Regions from separate parts of the Pan troglodytes genome. Here region 2 is linked to region 1. Evidence: chromatin contacts called from public Hi-C data. All regions are on one chromosome and are shown on one strand. The core of a region is the stretch at or near the end of the contact, and the rest is flanking DNA. Distances in the headings are between cores, read along the strand shown. Region 1 overlaps C1H1orf52 (chromosome 1 C1orf52 homolog). Region 2 overlaps MCOLN2 (mucolipin TRP cation channel 2).

Region 1 (4,193 bases), core at 872-3,371:
ATTTTCAAGATCTTATATTAAGAAAAATAAGTATGTATGCCCATGGGACTTTGGGTCACAATGTATCAGCTCAGCTTCTGGAGGAACTGGAGACCGAGGTCACTGGTGGACAATTAACTGTGCCTATATGGCCAAGCCCCAATAAAAACTCTGGACAACAAGGCTCAGGTGAGTTTCTCTGGATGGCAGTATTCCATGCATACTGTCACGTGTCTCTGCCACAAGAAGTTCATACTGTTCACAATTCCACTAGGAGAGGACAACTGGAAGCTTTGAATGTGGAACTCTGCACCGTGTGCCTCTTCCCTTGGCTGTTTGGTTTTTTCTCCCCGCCTGTATTATTTTGCTGTAATAAACTGTAACCATGAGTATAATGGCTTGCAGTGAGTTCTGTGAGTCCTTCTAGTAAATTATCAAACCAACCTGAGGGCAGTCTGAACTTTGCAAAACCTGAAATTGGTGTCAGGAGTGAGGATGGTTTTGGGGACTCCCAAACTTTGCACTTTGAGACCATCATTTTCCTCTGCCAACATAGGAACCTGGATGGGAAAACTTGAGAAACACTTATCTAGACCCACACCATCATAAATTATTATAATCCAAAAATATTTATTAACCATCTGCTCTGTGACAAGTACTGCGCTGGGTAGTAGGAATCTAAAAATGAGCAAAGCACAGTCCAGCTCCTCCCCTCAAGGAGCTCATAGACATCGTACCACAGCAAAGAGGGAGTGAACAAGATAGTTATATAACTCTGCCCTGGAGCCTACTTCCAGGGAGGAATGGCAAGTTATGTGTGAGTGTGAGTATCATCTAAACGAGCAGGCATCCTTAAGTGAAATCTAAATACACTGATAACAACTTCATTTGGGTGTCATTCCCATTTAGTTCACCAGGAGTCAAAGAGTTCTAGTTTCCCTGAATACTAGGCATATGGTTACACCATTTACCAAAAGAAGGAACAAAAATGCAGAGAAAAATTATATGAAAAGACAGATTACGGTTCCAATAGGTGGGTGTTTGAGGCCCCAGAAGGATACCATATGGAAAATGTAATCCAGGTGGTGGTCGGGTCTAGAGTTTGGGTGGAAAGATTGGTATTAGACACCCAGATTTGGGAATCATAGCATAAAGTAGTTAATGCGGTGGAAAGGGATGGGCTGACTTGCAACTTTGTAATGCCCTTTAAAATGTTAGAAGCATCACTGAAAGATAGTACAATATGTTGGGAAACACCAACATTTAAGGGCCATATGGAGCAAAGCAGACAGAGAAGAGGCTGACAATGAGAAGCCAGAGAGTTTGGACGACCCGAGTGGTAGGCTATGATCCAAGAGGAGTTTTGTCAAAGCTATTCAGAGCGCACTTGAATGAGGTCAAGCAGGAAATGATTTGGTTCTTGGCTTGGGAAGTCCACCACCCCTAGAGGTCTTCCATGACAACCTAGGGAAACACACTGAGAGTAATTTTTATTTGGAAGACGAGATGCAGTGGATCAGGAAAAAATCCTACCCTCTCTGGGCAAGGGCTAAAGTGGAGTGACAGCGAAAAGACAAAATTCTTAGGTCTTCTATGCCTTTGGTAAATGCTATCGAATGCAGGAAGTTTGGCTGGGATCCCTGGCTCAGAACTTCGTCTCTTCTCAGAGTTCCTCAGAAATGAGCAAAAGCAGCCCCCGCCCCTGCTTGGGAACGTGCCGGGCCCGCCTCCAGCCTCAGCCCCTCCGAGGGGGAGCAGGAGCGTGGCGCAACCGCCAGCGGGCGCAGACTGCAGGCTTATTTGTAAGAGTTGGGGCGGGGCCACGCGCGGGGCGGGCCCTGGGGTGGCTTCCGGTTTCCGGCTTCCGGCGGAGTGCTCGGTTGTCGCTCGCAGCCGTCATGGCAGCGGAGGAGAAGGACCCTCTGAGCTATTTCGCGGCATACGGGAGCAGCAGCTCAGGCTCCTCGGACGAGGAGGATAACATCGAGCCGGAGGAGACGAGTCGCAGAACCCCGGATCCGGCGAAGTCGGCGGGCGGCTGTAGGAACAAGGCGGAGAAGCGGCTCCCGGGACCTGACGAGCTGTTTAGGAGCGTGACTCGCCCGGCCTTTCTCTACAATCCGCTCAACAAACAGATAGACTGGGAGAGGCACGTCGTCAAGGCGCCTGAGGAGGTGAGGTCCCCGACCCCGTTTCTCGGTCTCGGCCCCGGCCTGCGCCCCCTTTCTCCTGAGCCCCCTGCTGGGGACCTGCTGTCCATTCCCCCACACGCAGTCACCCCCGCGGGATGCCGCACCACCCCCTCCCACCTCAAGCCCTGGGAAACCTGGCCCCCTCCCCCCGCCTGGTGGGTGTTAGACCGGACCCGCAGCCCCGCCCCTTGTGAGGAGACCCAAACCTCCGCGCTCGGTGCCCCGACCCCGCGCGGCGAGGACTAACAGTGGTGACTCCCCCGCCCCCCCCGCTGCAGCTTCTCCCTGAGACCCCTTCCCTTTGACGCCGAAGTGCCTGCGGTGCTGCCTCCAAGACAGTGTCTGCTGCAGCCTCCTGAAGGGGTCAGCCTTGGCGTAGTATCTCTGAGACTGGATTCTTCTTTGGTAACTAAAAGTTATTAGCTTTATTCATATAGGGAACCCTTTGGCTTTTCACTTAACAGTATTGTGATTTTGATGGAAAAATGTGTCTTTCAACCTTAAAGAAAAAAAAAGTCAGCGTGAACGATAAGCGAACGGCAGGGAGTTGCATGTGCCCACGTCCATCGTAGGAACCTCGGTTCGTCACAGTGCTTCTTAATGTGCTTGCTTAACAGCCTCCAAAGGAATTCAAAATATGGAAGTCAAATTATGTACCACCTCCTGAGACCTACACCACTGAGAAGAAGCCTCCGCCTCCAGAGCTTGACATGGCAATAAAATGGTCTAACATATATGAGGACAATGGTGATGATGCTCCACAGAATGCTAAGAAAGCTAGGCTTCTACCAGAAGGGGAGGAGACGTTGGAATCAGGTAAGGAAAGTCAGAATCCGATGGTGGTCTATTTTGATCCCCGTGATGGGCTTAAAAAGAATGAGATATTTAATGAATGAAAATTAAATCTAGCGAATTGGCAAACTAATTTGATGGTCTTTGGATACTTACTGCTCTGCTTTTGAGAAAGATCATACATATTTGGCTTTAACATGAAGTCTCTGATAGCTCAGCTAGTAGTAGTTGCTGTATTTTAGTGAAAGATCATAAATTATTCAGGCTTTAAAGTAAAATATCTGATATCTCATCCAGTGGTCTGATTTATGATGCCTTATTAGAACAACACAAATCAATTCATGGTTTCTTGTGACTGTAGCTACAAAGTACTGAAGGCTTAATTTTCTTTTTTTTCTTCTTTTTCTTTTTTTTTTCTTTCTTTTTTTTTTTTTTTTGAGACAGGATTTCGCTCTTGTTGCCCAGGCTGGAGTGCAATGGCGCCATCTCAGCTCACTGCGACCTCCACCTCCCAGGTTCAAGCGATTATCCTGCCTCAGCCTCCAAGTAGCTGGGATTGCAGGCGCCTGCCACCACGCCGGGCTAGTTTTGTTTTGTTTTTTTTTGTAGAGGTGGGGTTTCACCATGTTGGTCAGGCTGGTCTTGAACTCCTGACCTCAGGTGATCCACCTGCCTCGGCCTCCCAAAGTGTTGGGATTTACAGGCGTGAGCCACCGCTCCCGGCCGAAGGCTTCATTTTCTATTAAAGCAGTTGTGCTTCAGAGCTAAAATTAGTATGACAAAATGAATTTAACTGAGCATTACTACATAGTAATAGGAAGATAATGACTGAGTTGTTTTACTTTAGTTCATAATAGCATAATTTCGTCTCTTACTTGGACTGTCACAGTAATCTTTGCCTACACACTCTTATCCAATCTGTACCATCCTTCACTGCAACTAGTGTTGAGTTTCTAAAAGTCGTATATGATTATATAACTTGCCTGCTTAAAACCCTTCAACGGGATAAAGTCAAGGCCTTGTATTAATAGGCCCTTTCTCCCTGTCTACAGTCATTTTTAATGGCCCCTTTCTAGCACTTGAAGATCTTGAAATCCAGAACTGAATTGTATGGTTCCCTGCCTTTCAGTATACGTTGCACCTTATTCTTTAGTGTTCTTTCTTATCTCTGGCTAGTAAACTAATTCATCCTTCAAAATCCAAATCAAAAGAAGAAATCTTAGGTATCAC
Region 2 (4,039 bases), core at 307-2,806, 320 kb after region 1:
GAATTAGTATATAAAGCAAAGCACTGAACACAAGAGTTGGCACATATTAATTGCTAGGCATTATGGGATAAGGAAGAAAATGCCTTAGTGAGAGAGACTGACATGCTTATAAAATCTGTGATGTGTTATGGAGAGAAATAAGGGTATACATACAAAAAGTATGAGGAGAAAAAAAGCAAAGGTAATAAGTTTGAGTGGGCCAGAGTAGGAAAAGAAATGATTCTTGGAGAAGGTATGCTTTGACCTGAGCCTTGGACAGTGGGGAAGGATCAGGGCCTTCAGAGCCCAGACAGCAACTGCTGCAAATGCTGAGTCATTTACTCAGTCATTGCTCAAAAAACATCTCTTAATCCACATGTTTAAAATGGGCTACTGCTGAGCACGGTGGCTCACACCTGTAATCCCAGCACTTTGGGAGGCCTACGCGGGTGGATCACTTGATGTCAGGAGTTCAAGATCAGCCTGGTCAACGTGACAAAACCACGTCTCTACTAAAAACACAAAAATTAGCCGGGCATGGTGGCACATGCACCTGTAATCCCAGCTACTTGGGAGGCTGAGGCAGGAGAATTGCTTGAACCTGAGAGGCAGAGGCTGCAGTGAACCGAGATCATGCCACTGCACTCCAGCCTGGGCAACAGAGTGAGACTTTGTCTCAAAAATAAGTAAAATAAATTAAAAAATTAAATTAAAATAAAATATCATGGGCTACCTATGGAACCTGTTCTGTTTGCTCAGTAAAGAATTGGGATGATGTTAGTGATGGATGCTCAGTGTTTTTTATTTTGCAAATTTTTTTAAATGACTTTCCTTTTGACCAGGTTATCAGAATGAAATAAAATGTAAAATACCTGTGGCTCCTGTTTTATATTTGTTTTAAAGTATATTTGATTTGTGGCCTGCTGCTTTTCAGATGTATAATATGTCCTGACGATTGAAGTTTTGGTTTCAATAATTTCACTGACTTAAGCCTCCGATTATAGTTTCAGTTTCTGTTAAAAAGTGGTTACTATTCCCCAGCATACACCACTCTTACAGATACGCAGAGATCTAAGTCCAAGTATAGGTTGCCAATTTTCTGTGAAAAGAAACTAACCTTTGTCAAATATGTGATTTGGAATATCATTATAAAGATCAAAATGATGGAAATTTCCAAGCTAGTCAGTCAAATGCATTTCCAGAACAGTGAGTTTTTCCTTCCGCCTGCTGCGCTCCTTGCAACGTTAGGGGTTTTCCTTGCTTCTGCTCAGAAGAGAGTATCTCTAGCCCCCTCCTGTGGCCAATGAGGAGAAACACAAGCCTCCTAGACCACTGGGTAAAAGCTCTTTAAGATTTACATATTCTCCTAGAGCTGTGTCTTAAGAAACCAGGTTCTATCACTAGGAGAATGTGAATTTAAAATAAGATGATGTGATGTGAAAGCCTTAAAAAACTTATGTTTGGAAACCATCTTAGGAAATGGACTTTTTCCCCTATATGAAGCTGTCTGGTGGATTGAGATTGCCTTGGCTTTGGGGGAAGTGGACAAGGATAAGGGCGACATCTGGTGGGACACTTACACTATTTCTAACAGTTCAGAGGCTCATTCACGCCCACACGCTTACCCCCAGGCTCCTCTCTCCTTTGTCATTACTCATATTGAAGCAAATGCAGGTGAATGTCCATTTTCACATACAAACCTCATGCTGCCTTTTGTGACTCCGAAGTCCCCTCTCTAAATGTGCCATGTCTTCATTTAACTTGGTTTCATAAATATAGGAATTTGGAGATGAGGGGCTTGGGGAGGAATTAGGGGGACTCCTTCTTGGCGGGATTCCCCAGTGATGGGTGATATAGATGTTTTCTTTTTCTTTCTTTCTTTCTTTTTGAGACAGAGTCTCGCTCTGTCTCCCAGGCTGGAGTGCAGTGGCACGATCTCGGCTCACTGCAACCTCCACCTCCTGGGTTCAAGCAATTCTTCTGCCTTAGCCTCTCAAGTAGCTGGGACTACAAGCACACACCACCATGCCAGACTATTTTTTGTATTTTTAGTAGAGACAGAGTTTCATCATATTGGCCAGGCTGGTCTTGAACTCCTGACCTCATGATCTGCCCGCCTCGGCCTCCCAAAGTGCTGGGATTACAGGTGTGAGCCACCGCGCCTGGCCAAGATGTTCATAAAATACATATTTTTAGCATACCATAGAACTAGTCTTCTCAGTCATTCAAAGAAAAACAGAATCCTATACTGGATTCTGTTAGGAGGACTGGTTTCTGTTTCTAAGCCTGCTTGTTTTCCCATCTGTAAACAAGGTCCAACGCAAACTGTCTTAGAGATTTGTGTTCTAGTTGTATGTCAGAAAGGAAGGTACTAGATGCTGTCCTTGCATTTCATAAGATTTTCAGTCTTATCTTCCCAAGAGCTGCCTCTGTTTCCTCTGCCCCATTCCATGGATTCAAGGGGAAAAAAAATCTTGCATTATGATAGAGCTAAGTTGTTTTCTTACCTACCCATTAGATGATACCTCAAGATAACTTTCTTGAGTGTAAATGGCTAAGGGTAAATGTAAGTGCTAGGCACTGGACACTACTCTAACAAGCACTTCACACAGACTCTTCCACCTGATTCTCATGGCAGCCTCAGGAACCAGTACGCTTGCCCTCCCCATTTTGTAGGTGGGACATCTGAAGCTTAGTAAGATGAAATCATTTGCTCAGAGAGTTGCATTTACCAGCTGGCTGTCTCTGCTCGCCACCCATTGTAGGAGCTGCTTTGCCCTCAGACACTCACGCCAGTGTCACCCACATCTTTGCATTACTAAGTCCATAGACACTCTGGCATTTCTCTTCAATGCTGTCTCTGCAGAGGTGTTGCTGTGGAAGACTCTGACCGCAGTCTGTTCTCTGAGGGTCGCCTGTCCCTGGTTCTGTTTGCTTCTCCTCTGGCCTTTCTGCTCCATCCCATTCCTGAGCTCATCTCCTTTTCTAATTCTCAAACATTGCTCCCCATCCCCGATGCTGTCCTTCCCAGTGGTCTCTCTGAGGGGCCGTCACTCCCATGGCTTTAACTGCCACTGAATAGTCTTCTCTTGTCATGAATATCCAGAGTAAACTCAGTTTGCCCAAGACAGGGAACCAGGAATCATTCTTGGTTGTCCTTCTTCCTTATTCCCCAAGTCCAGTTAGAGACCAGGCCATGACTCTCTCCATCTCTTACGATTCTGTGCCCTCTTTCACTCTGCCGCAACTTAGCTCAGACCAACATAAGTTCTAACTTAGATTATTCAGTGGTCTTATGTTCTGCTTGATTCTCTTCATTAATTTGAAAGTATACTGAAGCATTATACTAAGCACAGGTGCTGTATTCAACACTACTGTCTTAGTCCGTTTTCTGTTACTTGTAACAGAATGCCTGAAACTAGCTAATTTATAAAGAAAAGAAATGCATTCTTTCAGTTCTGGAAACTGAGAAGTCCAAAGTCGGAGCACCACTTCTGGTGAGGACCTTCTTGCTGGTTGGGAGTCTCTGTGGAGTCCCAAGGCAGTGCAGGGCATCACATGGTAAGGGGGGTGAGCATACTAGCTCAAGTCTCTCTTGCTCTTCTTAAAAAGCCACTAGAGCCATTCCCTTGATAACCCATAAATCTATGAGTGGATTAATCCATTTATGAGGGCAGAGACCTCATGACCCAATCACCTTTTAAAGGCCCTCCCTCTCAATACTGTCACATTGGGGATTAAATTTCAAATGAGTTTTGGAGGAGACAAGTAACTCAAACCGTAGCAACTACCTATGGGCCCTGCTTCAGAGAGCCTGTCACTTGATGGGGAAGATGGACACTGAATGATAAAATAGTAACCACTGTAAGTGTTTGCTATTGTTATTTTCCTGGGGCTGTTTCATGGGCTCTTTGTATATGAACTTGCGTAATTTTCACAATAGCCCTATGATGTAGGTATTTTTTAATTCTACCCACTTTTCAGAGGAGGAAACTGAGGCACAGGGGTTAAGCAACTTCCTCAAGGCTCTACAGCTTCTGAGTACAGAGCTGAGATTCAG

What was found. A called contact is a pair of places that touch in the nucleus more often than the background predicts.
Region 2: a Hi-C map of a lymphoblastoid cell line shows a contact between it and region 1, with 5 times the contacts expected there. The contact joins two enhancer-like sites. A contact is called at or near these places in 4 of 7 Hi-C or Micro-C datasets (blood, induced pluripotent stem cells, a lymphoblastoid cell line and 1 more), 1 of 1 datasets of contacts at active chromatin or transcription factors (stem cell-derived excitatory neurons) and 1 of 1 other capture datasets (stem cell-derived neural stem cells).

The regions. Positions count from the first base shown.
Region 1 is chr1:145,810,635-145,814,827 of NHGRI_mPanTro3-v2.0_pri, forward strand. It overlaps C1H1orf52 (chromosome 1 C1orf52 homolog), which reads left to right. Exons shown (of 3, transcript XM_001141272.8): 1 at 1-2,153; 2 at 2,789-2,987. The coding sequence starts at 1,596. Among named protein-coding and RNA genes, the nearest start is that of C1H1orf52, 5.2 kb to the left of the region's middle. Within about 2 kb of position 2,122, at least 16 of the 24 cell types and tissues checked have an H3K27ac peak or open chromatin away from gene starts, as enhancers often do. A contact at or near this core is called in a lymphoblastoid cell line, where this site is marked.
Region 2 is chr1:146,131,330-146,135,368 of NHGRI_mPanTro3-v2.0_pri, forward strand. All of the region lies in intron 7 of MCOLN2 (mucolipin TRP cation channel 2), which reads left to right. Among named protein-coding and RNA genes, the nearest start is that of LPAR3, 51 kb to the right of the region's middle. Within about 2 kb of position 1,557, at least 4 of the 24 cell types and tissues checked have an H3K27ac peak or open chromatin away from gene starts, as enhancers often do. A contact at or near this core is called in a lymphoblastoid cell line, where this site is marked.